3 separate regions of the Mus musculus genome follow, and all the other regions are linked to region 1. The links are chromatin contacts, called in public Hi-C and HiCAR-type maps. All regions are on one chromosome and are shown on one strand. Each heading gives the region's core, a stretch centred on a gene start, on an enhancer-like site or on the middle of the called end of the contact. The rest is flanking DNA. Distances are from core to core; before and after follow the strand shown.

The links. Hi-C and Micro-C count contacts between places; a contact is called where the count stands out from the background. HiCAR-type assays count read pairs that join an accessible place to other places.
Region 2: a contact with region 1 is called in a HiCAR-type map of kidney, with 2.6 times the contacts expected there. The contact joins the enhancer-like site here to the promoter of Dach1 in region 1. A contact is called at or near these places in 6 of 39 promoter capture datasets (the C10 cell line, the HPC-7 cell line, cranial neural crest and 2 more), 1 of 484 Hi-C or Micro-C datasets (embryonic stem cells) and 8 of 115 datasets of contacts at active chromatin or transcription factors (bone marrow-derived dendritic cells, bone marrow-derived macrophages, craniofacial prominence and 4 more).
Region 3: a Hi-C map of cerebellum shows a contact between it and region 1, with 1.9 times the contacts expected there. The contact joins the enhancer-like site here to the promoter of Dach1 in region 1. A contact is called at or near these places in 5 of 39 promoter capture datasets (the HPC-7 cell line, hippocampal neurons, liver and 1 more), 5 of 484 Hi-C or Micro-C datasets (the AML12 cell line, the G1E-ER4 cell line, cerebellar granule neurons and 2 more), 14 of 115 datasets of contacts at active chromatin or transcription factors (bone marrow-derived macrophages, cardiomyocytes, craniofacial prominence and 9 more) and 2 of 9 other capture datasets (adipose tissue and pancreatic islet).

The regions. Positions count from the first base shown.
Region 1 is chr14:98,168,239-98,171,330 of GRCm38.p6, reverse strand. It overlaps Dach1 (dachshund family transcription factor 1), which reads left to right and starts at 1,566. Exons shown (of 12, transcript NM_007826.3): 1 at 1,566-2,848. The coding sequence starts at 2,022. It overlaps Gm33583 (a long non-coding RNA gene), which reads right to left and starts at 1,427. Exons shown (of 2, transcript XR_003951195.1): 1 at 1,365-1,427.
Region 2 is chr14:97,773,158-97,776,249 of GRCm38.p6, reverse strand. No RefSeq gene overlaps it. Among named protein-coding and RNA genes, the nearest start is that of Gm25831, 190 kb to the left of the region's middle. Within about 2 kb of position 1,674, at least 7 of the 459 cell types and tissues checked have an H3K27ac peak or open chromatin away from gene starts, as enhancers often do. A contact at or near this core is called in kidney, where this site is marked.
Region 3 is chr14:97,812,071-97,815,162 of GRCm38.p6, reverse strand. The region is part of intron 11 of Dach1 (dachshund family transcription factor 1); the gene reads left to right. Among named protein-coding and RNA genes, the nearest start is that of Gm25831, 150 kb to the left of the region's middle. Within about 2 kb of position 1,437, at least 5 of the 459 cell types and tissues checked have an H3K27ac peak or open chromatin away from gene starts, as enhancers often do. A contact at or near this core is called in cerebellum, where this site is marked.

The DNA.
Region 1 (3,092 bases), core at 317-2,816:
GATTCCTATATACTTAGACAATAAACTTCAGAGTTCAGTGGATTTAAAAAGATAAAGACAAAAGTGATAATTTCAATACCTAAATGGCAAAAATAACATCCTAACATTTCTCAAATCAACAAGCCTGTTATAATAGTTTATTTCTTAAATCTGTCATATGCTGCCTCCTCACATCTTATGAAATCTTTAGACATGTGTAGACAGGTTCAATGCCTAACTACTCCAGATTCCTAGAGATATAAGCAACAAACACACAGGACCTATGCTCAAATTCTATGCTGGTCAAACATCCCGGAAAAAACATCGCTGTGCAACAAGTTAGAGAAGACAGGAGGAGAAAATGAGTGTCTTACTCCCCTCATGCAGCCCCAAACCACTATTCCCTTCTGCCTTCTGTGTTTACAAGTCAACCAGGAGGCTTAGTTTCTATTTCATTCTTTACAAACACATTCTCACTGAGAAAGCAAAAACGAAGTTCCCAAAACATAGCAGGACTTTCCAAATATGAAAGGAACCCAATAATTATTGTGTGACTTAAATAACACACTTTCGACTCTCCTCGGGTACTGAAGGAGAAATGAGAGTTGATTACTGTGCAAGACCAGGTGAATTAATTAGAGTTTTGGGTAAGAAACATCAGTGTGTTTTTGTATTCTACTTTCTAATCTTCAAGGACAGCTGATCTCTTTAGAAATTTCTAGATAAAGAAGTCATCCCTGACCAATCTCTGGAGGTGAAAGGGAAGTTGTTTTAATCCACTGTATCCCTGTCTACTAGGATCAGGAGCACCCATTATTCTTAAGTGACTTTCTTCCCGCAGCTTGAAAACTCTTCTTTATCTTTATATAAACATTTTTGATATAGAAAAAAAACCCGTCAGATACACAAAATAGTCCACACTGCTTACATGTGAATTTTCCTATAATAATAATAATAATAATAATAATAATAATAATAATAATAATAATAATAATAATAATTGCCCAACAGTCATGAGCTGGGGATGTTTCCTTTTGTAACTGCTTGCACAAATGCCCCGCGCGCGCGTGTGTGTGTGTGTGTGTGTGTGTGTGTGTGAACCTAAATCCTTGAAGGTGAGCTGGCAGCGGCACCGCCGCTCTTTCAGTCATGAGGCGTTTGCTCAGAACCTTTTTGGGGTGGGTGGGTGGGTGGGAGCTAAGAGTCTTCTCCTTCAAAGCCACAGAGGAGGTGGCAGGGGATGTAACGGTAGCAGCGCGAGAGAAGTAGATGACCAGCTTTCTCTCCCTCTCTCTGAGCACCACTCTTGGGCCCCGGCTTTTCTAGGGCTTTCCTCCCACCCTTTTCCTCCGTACCCTCCCCCCCCACTCCCGTTTTCTACCCACCCCCTTTCCTCGGTCTCGCGCTCTTGGAGTCTGTGCTCCGAGTTCCTGGTTGGATAATTTGGGTTAATACTAGTGAGTGAGGTTTTCGCGGCTTCAAAGGGTATTTCAAGTATCCGGAGCTCCTCCCCTCCGCACCGTGTGACAACAACAACTCGTCCAGCCGGCAGCCTGCACTTTCAGCTCATTTTCTCTCTGTCATTCCCCTCTCAATCTTTGATCAATGTACTTGCCAGGGAGAACCCAAGTCCCTCAACCCTCCTCCTTTTCACCTTCATCCTTAACTTTGTGCTAGAGCGGGACCCACACACCACCAGCCGACCCTCCCCGCCCCACCCCCGCCTCTCCCCCCCCAAGAGCAGCCCGCGATCCCAGCCCCGAGAGAGGACTCGCATTTCGACTTGCGGGACACTTTTGTGCGTTTCTCTCTCGAGCGCCTCTCGCGCTCGCCCCTCCTGCGCTCGCTCTTTCTTAACCTCACCTCCTTTTTCTCCTCTTCTCTCCCTCTCTCCAACTAAGGTTCCTTCCTAGAGTGCTTGTTGTCTCTGCCCCCCCCCCCACCTCGATCCTTGTCCCCCTTTCTCCCCCTTCCCCTTTGGGGGGTGTGTGGCAACTTTTCCCCCTCGCTTCTCCTCCTTCTGTTTCCCCTTATATGTGACCATGGCAGTGCCGGCGGCTTTGATCCCTCCGACCCAGCTGGTCCCCCCTCAACCCCCGATCTCTACTTCTGCTTCCTCCTCGGGCACCACCACCTCCACCTCCTCGGCGACCTCGTCTCCGGCTCCATCCATCGGACCCCCGGCGTCGTCTGGGCCAACTCTGTTCCGGCCGGAGCCCATTGCCTCTTCTGCTTCTTCTTCAGCCGCGGCCACAGTCACCTCTCCTGGTGGCGGCGGCGGCGGCAGCGGAGGCGGCGGTGGCAGCGGCGGCAACGGAGGCGGCGGCGGGAGCAACTGCAACCCCAGCCTGGCGGCCGGGAGCAGCGGCGGCGGCGTTAGCGCTGGCGGCGGCGGCGCCTCCAGCACCCCCATCACCGCGAGCACCGGCAGCAGCAGCAGTAGCAGCAGCAGCAGCAGCAGTAGCAGCAGCAGCAGCAGTAGCAGCAGCAGCAGCAGTAGCAGCAGCAGCTGCGGCCCCCTCCCTGGGAAACCCGTGTACTCAACCCCGTCCCCAGTGGAAAACACCCCCCAGAATAATGAGTGCAAAATGGTGGATCTGAGAGGGGCCAAAGTGGCTTCCTTTACGGTGGAGGGCTGCGAGCTGATCTGCCTGCCCCAGGCTTTCGACCTGTTCCTGAAGCACTTGGTGGGGGGCTTGCACACCGTCTACACCAAGCTGAAGCGGTTGGAGATCACGCCGGTGGTGTGCAATGTGGAACAGGTTCGCATCCTGAGGGGACTGGGGGCCATCCAGCCCGGAGTGAACCGCTGCAAACTCATCTCCAGGAAGGACTTCGAGACCCTCTACAATGACTGCACCAACGCCAGGTAAAGAGCGGAGGGGAAACCTTCTGTCGCCCTGGTCCTTTCCCACCCTCCTCCTCGCCCTTCCCCTGCTCCCTTCCCGGCGCCGCCCGCTCAGCGCGTCCGCGAGCTGCGCGCCCTGGCGAGCACGGCCCTCTCCTGTCGGTCCCCGGGGCTAGTCTCCTTCGCCCGACCTCCTGGGCAAGTTCGCACTGCTCGCGGCCTGATCCGTGCCGGCCGGGTGTTCCTGATGCTTCCTAGGGCATTC
Region 2 (3,092 bases), core at 425-2,924, 400 kb after region 1:
GTTGTTTCCATTTATAGTTCCTATGAATAAAGTTGCTAGATGTATTCATATAAGTCCTTTGATTGCTTATATTAGTGTCCTTTTCTCTGGAGTTCACTTAGTGAATAATATAGTGACCACATACATGCTTTTGTAAGGGACCATCATCATACTCTTTTGCAGAGTAGATCTACTGTTTCACAATTCTACCAGCAATGTTTGTGTTTGCCTGCTGCCACAGGGCAGAAAAGAGCCTTGCAACAACATCCATTTGTCCATTTGATTCAGGAGGAGGCTCAATTTCCCATTGGGACACATTGACAAGGCTTGGTTGAGCTCTGAATTTAATCAGTTACTAGTCTTACCATGCTTCCATAAATCATATTCCTACCTCCCTGTCCCAGAATTTCAGGACAGAAGCTTGGATTCTTCCAGCTGTTGAAAAGAAAACTGTTTCACTCATGGTAGTTTGCAGTGGGATTAGAGCATGATTCCTGCTTCTACAAGAGAGTTTGATGGTACAGAGGAAAGTAGTACTTGGTAGAAGACCAATCCCTCATTGGCCTCTCTAGACTTTTCTGAAATAAAACAAATAGGGTGACTTGGGACATGCATTTGTAGTCTTTTTGTAGTGTTTTATCAGGCACAGCACAATTTTAAAGGTGGTACCATAACACATTCAGCTGAGGGATCACTACCCATCTGGTACCATCTCTGTTTTTTTCCTATATAAATGATGTCTTGTCGTATATAAATGATGTCTATCTTGTGTGTTTTGATGTTCTGCATACTATATTTGTTCTCAAATACAACTCTGGTAAAAATTTCTTGGAAAGGGATTGAGAGCATTAGTAGAGAAGGAAATGGCTCTGATGTCTACTAGGAACAAACTGCTCTGCCTCTGGCCATTCAAGCGGTCACCCCAGGCATATCAGGACACGGGGTTCTGGATGTGGAGGCTGACTGCCTTAACTGTTCTCTGGGAAATCTTAGCCAACTCATGATGATTAAGTTGTACCAGGAAATATTTGAAGCAGGAAATGTTTGTGAGAACCCTAAAGTTTTAGTAATTAAGAGATTTGAAGACCTCAAGGAAAAGGAACTCTGGACCTGGGTCACTAAAGGGAATGAATGTTCATAGAAAATGCAGGAGACAAGATAGAGGAACTATTTTAGCTGGGTCTATTAGATAAGTGGATGATGGAGAGAACCCCTATCCATAAGGGGAGAACACTAATAAGAGAAAGTTTGATTCAGAAATACTATTGGAGAAAATTAGAAGATATATGTTCAATAAACAAGATAAAAGGATGGGTAGAAGAGATTAGATCCTTTGAGGGGGATGTTGCATTAGTGAAATGACCTTCCTAGAAAGATTGTAACATACTGATTTGACCCCTTGGAATTGCCTGCCTAAGGAAATTAGGGTTCAAGTTCTAAGAGATAGAATTCAAGCTTGTGAAGGAGCCCTGGGGAAAGTTGCAAGACAAATTAATACTGCATATGGAAAAGAGTTTGAAAAGCTTTGTCCAAATAGATATTTGGATGAGCTTAGTAAAGAGATTTTGCACATTTAGACAAGTTAAAAATATGAACATTATCCTAACTGTTTAGCACCTTTCTGTTCTCACTCAAGTTTATGCCGGGACAGCCTGTGGTTTGGAGGTTTTTCTGAGAGTTGAAAGTTAATGTATAACTAGTTTTAGCAGCTACTGAAGTGTGACTATGTGTGAGCATTGTGCTTTCTGGTTACATAGTTACAAGGGGTTTTTCAGGAAACATAATTGGCTTGAGGAAAATAATGAAAAGTCTTTTGATTACATATTATTGTATAAAAAGGAAGTGTGTAATGAATACAAGACTGAGGTGAACTCAGGGGAGTGGGGGGACTGGCCAGTGATGAGCCTGGGGCTGGGGAGTGGGGGAACTCTGGCTACCTTGGGGAGTGGGGGATCTCTGGCTATCTCTGAGCACAGCTTGAGGACAGCAATGAGGCACATGCATTTTTTCCTCAGAGGCTCTGATTTCTCACTAATCCAATCCTCCCACTCTCAAGAACCCCAAAATGACCGAGGCTGCTCCTTGCAGTGTTTTCCTCCAGTTTTGTGAATACTATTTAGAAAAGTTTTGTTTTGCCATTGGCACACCAACTCACTGGTGCTTTGGGTGAAGAATCAGGGAAATCTTGGAAAAATGTTTCAATCCCTTTGCAGGTTCAGTAGAGCTCTGCCCAGTCTCAAGGATGGGTAAGGAAAAAACCCAAGGAACTCATCTCATTAATTTTTTTATTGCTATGATAAAGCATCATTATCATGACAACTTACAGAAGAATGGGTTTTTTGGGACCTTGCTATTTCAGAAGAATAGGGGTCTATCATAACCATGGCAACAGGAAGGCAGGCATGACACTGGAGAGTAATTTGAGAATTCACATAACAGTTTATGAACAGGAAGCAAAAACTTCAGTGGGGATGGCAAGAGGCTTTTGATGCCTCAAAGTCCCCCCACAAAGGGAAAAATCTTTGTGGCTCTGCTTTCAACCGGGCAGCTGATCAGGCAGACAAAACTAGAGGGCGCTACATCCTCACCATCACCTGGGTGCAGGGGTGGGGTGGGGTTGGAACGCAGCCTAAAATGAGGGCCCCAGCCCAATTGAGAAGCAGCCCAGACTGAAGAGGAGGAGGCAGAGGTTCTCAGACTCCCTGACTGGAGGGCAATGAGATCTGGGCTTGGGAGAGGTGGAACTCTGGCTTAGCTCAGGGGTTAGTGTCTGTGTATCTGTGTCCAGAAGGCAGAGGAGCTTTCTCCAAGAGACTTAAGGTGCATATAAAGAAGGTTTACACCCATAACCATTCTTAAGAAAGGCGGTCATTGTTTGTCCAAACTGTTTATTCATTGTTCATCATGGAAAGAGGGTACATAGGACTTACTCAGGGTGGGCCAGAGATTAAATATCTTTTCAGGAAGGGATGTCTGGGAAGGTAAGCTTACAGGCTAACCCTCAAGCCCATTCCATCTATATACTTCATTAGCGTGGAGAACTCTGTGCTCTGGGTATGATTAGCTGTACTGAACTTCATGTGGGGTGTCATGGTCACGTGTTCCAGAGCAGG
Region 3 (3,092 bases), core at 188-2,687, 360 kb after region 1:
GATTCTTGTCTTTGTTCATTTAAATACGGAATAACCATGAACAAAATTTAAAAATTGATACAAACAAATGGATGTGGAAAGTCCATTATCAACTTTAGTAGCATATGTCGTTTAGACATTCGAGACATATAACACCCTTTGATACAGACACTCACTTAGGAAAAAATTAAAACATCATCATTTACACCATAAATATAAAAAGCTTATGGTGCCTTATTCCACCTCCCGTGGTCAGGGACAGAATGCAGACATGCCACAATAATGTTTTTTTTATTTCTACTGTTCGAACCATATTAATGAGAACATCATTTTGGAGAACTAATTATTTCTATTTGTCTTGTGTCACACTTTCTAATTCCCCTATATTAGCACAGCCAAAGCAAATTAATTGCTTTTCCAGCAGTTGAACCTTGTCCAAGAATGAGCTCACATTCCCTTCCAGTTTCCCTGTTTGTGGGAGTGCATTGTGTCAAAAATTTCTCTTGATACTAAACATAGTCTCAAGAATACCTTTACAGATTTCTGTGTGCTCACTTGATGGAATTTATAAGTTTAAGTGACCCGCCAGGAAAGATAAAGTTCTTAGCCACGAGATTATACATCAAAACAGTTAAAGTGAAATTAAAATTAAATGAATGAATCTCACTGAAGCAAAAAAAGCAGTAATTAATGGTTCCCTTAATTGTCTTCATAAAATATTTGCATGGGTCTAATTTGCATAATTTGCATGTATTAATTAATCTTTCAAAGGAATTTTGTGCTGAGAGAAGCCAAAAAATCTCTTTGTTTTATTTAAGATCTAATGAAATATTTATCTTCTTTAATGAACTTCTCATCTTCATTAAAATAAAAATTGCACAAGTTTGTATGTTTTAAATGTTTTTATAATTGAAGTATTCAAAAAATCTCTTTGGACTTAGAACAGCTGAAAAACAAACACATTATTTAGCATTCAGTATCACTACAACAGTACTTACACTTTAAAAAAGAAAGTTCAATCACGCTTTCTAGAAGGGTGCAGAGCATTTGGGAAATGAAAAGTGCTTTTTTCTTTTTTTTTTTCATTTGAAAAACTGAAAATTATAAAGCCTGATTATTTCTTTCAATGGCTATGTTATTTTTATGGCTGAGATAGCAGGCAACAAGGGTCCAGATAAGGAAAAAAAATCAGTATGTTCAATTGTTCAGGATAAAGTTTACTGGCTAAAAATATTTTAGCTAGTTCAAAGAAACAAGTCTATTAAAATTCACTTTTATATCTGTAATGAGCGCGAAGCCAACAGTATTTCCTGGCAGAACCTGCTCAGCTTCGGCTCTGTTCTAAATCTGTCTACTGAATAATGGCAGCAGGGGTTTCTGCTCTCACAAACTGAGGGATCATAGCGAAAACCAAGAGACGTGCCTTGGAAGGCTTGGAATCCAGAATCTCTCTCTGGTGCCAAATCATATATATTCATGGGAACCGAGAGGACGTGAGGAGGGAGCACGGAAGCTAACAAGACATAAGGCTAGAGGAAAGACGGTCTGTCCACGGCGTTCATTCTTTATGGTGCAGCCCTATCTCACAGGTTAGAAAGAGGTTCATTCCTAACAGAGCTGAAGGTATGTCAAGCGTTTTCCATTTTTCCTTTTTGTTATTGTTTTTTTTTTAATCTCTATGGAAAGCTCCTTTGATATTTGAAGAAACTGAGGCACATGAATGTATATCAGGAGCTCAACACTAAACTCAAAATCCGAGATCCGTTTGTTTTTATGTGCCTTGCTTTCTGTACGACGGCCTTCTTTTTATATGATCATAATTTACGAAGTGCCTCTGAGTAGCTACATGTAGCCCAGATAATAATGGTGGCATAAATTTATAAGTATTAACATTCAAATTGCAAATATATAATTCTTTTCATGTAAAGTTTAGTAATGTGATAAAATCAATTAAGCTGACTTTGGCGCTCCCATGACACTCGGTCCTAATTTACATTTTCTCAAGAATGTTTTCTAAAACAAAACAAGGCTTAGTTTTCTTTATAGTAAAGAAAAATCCAATCATTTGTATAGGGATGATTAATAAATCAGTTATAAAATAAATTCCAATACCGAATTTATTTGACACTAACATGGTTTATTAAGCTGAATACGAAAGAATTAAAAATGTTATCATTCAGTTTAGTGCCAGGAAAGTCGCAGTGAACTTTTAGGAAACTCTAGTGTCATTCACATTGTGACTTTGGGATTTCACTTTAACTCCTCTGCTGATATTCTTACACCATCAAGATGTCAACGCATCTATTCAGTTTTTCTGAGTGTAAGCCCCGGTGTGATGTGCACATAGTCTGCATACACACATCCGTAGGGACTTTAAATCCAGAACTCCTGGATTCACATTCCCATGTTTCTGTTCATTCGTGGCATAATGCTGACTGTGCAAGTAGATCGTTTTAGCTCTTCAGATCCTCCATCCCTAAATCTAAGAAGATAGGTATATGTACCCCTTTATGGCTCGACCAGCTCTTCAGCTGACAAATTAACATAAACAGAGAACAGGAAAGTGGCTGGTAAAAGCCATGTGGAAACTACTGTTGGCTGTTATTACAACTAGATGCAATTTTAATGTGATAGTATTTTCAATCCTATTTCTTCTTGAAAAAAATTACACGTATCTCAGAAAGGTTAATTCTTAAAAGAAAATTTTCTCGCCAATCACAGCATTTTCCTCTGCACATCACTCAGACTTTTGTTTAAGACACTGTTTAAGCTGGCAGATGGAAATGGTACACACCAGACTTTCCAGGGCACTTAAAACTTTCACCACAGAGTGTGACACTTTCACTCTGTCAACTTAAAAATATATAGCTTAAAAAGATGAATTTGTGGCCACAAATTATGTGTGAATGCTTATAAGTTAAGTAAAAGATAAACTACACTTTTACTCAAATTTAAGATGGAAATGGTAGAGCGTCTTTAATTTTTTAATTATATTTTGGCAAATCTCTGTTAATATGATTTGTATTATCATACAGTGTGGCGTAACTGCACACTCTTCTAATTCATATCTAATCACACTCCTGAGGTAGTACATCTCCAAACAGAGTTCCACT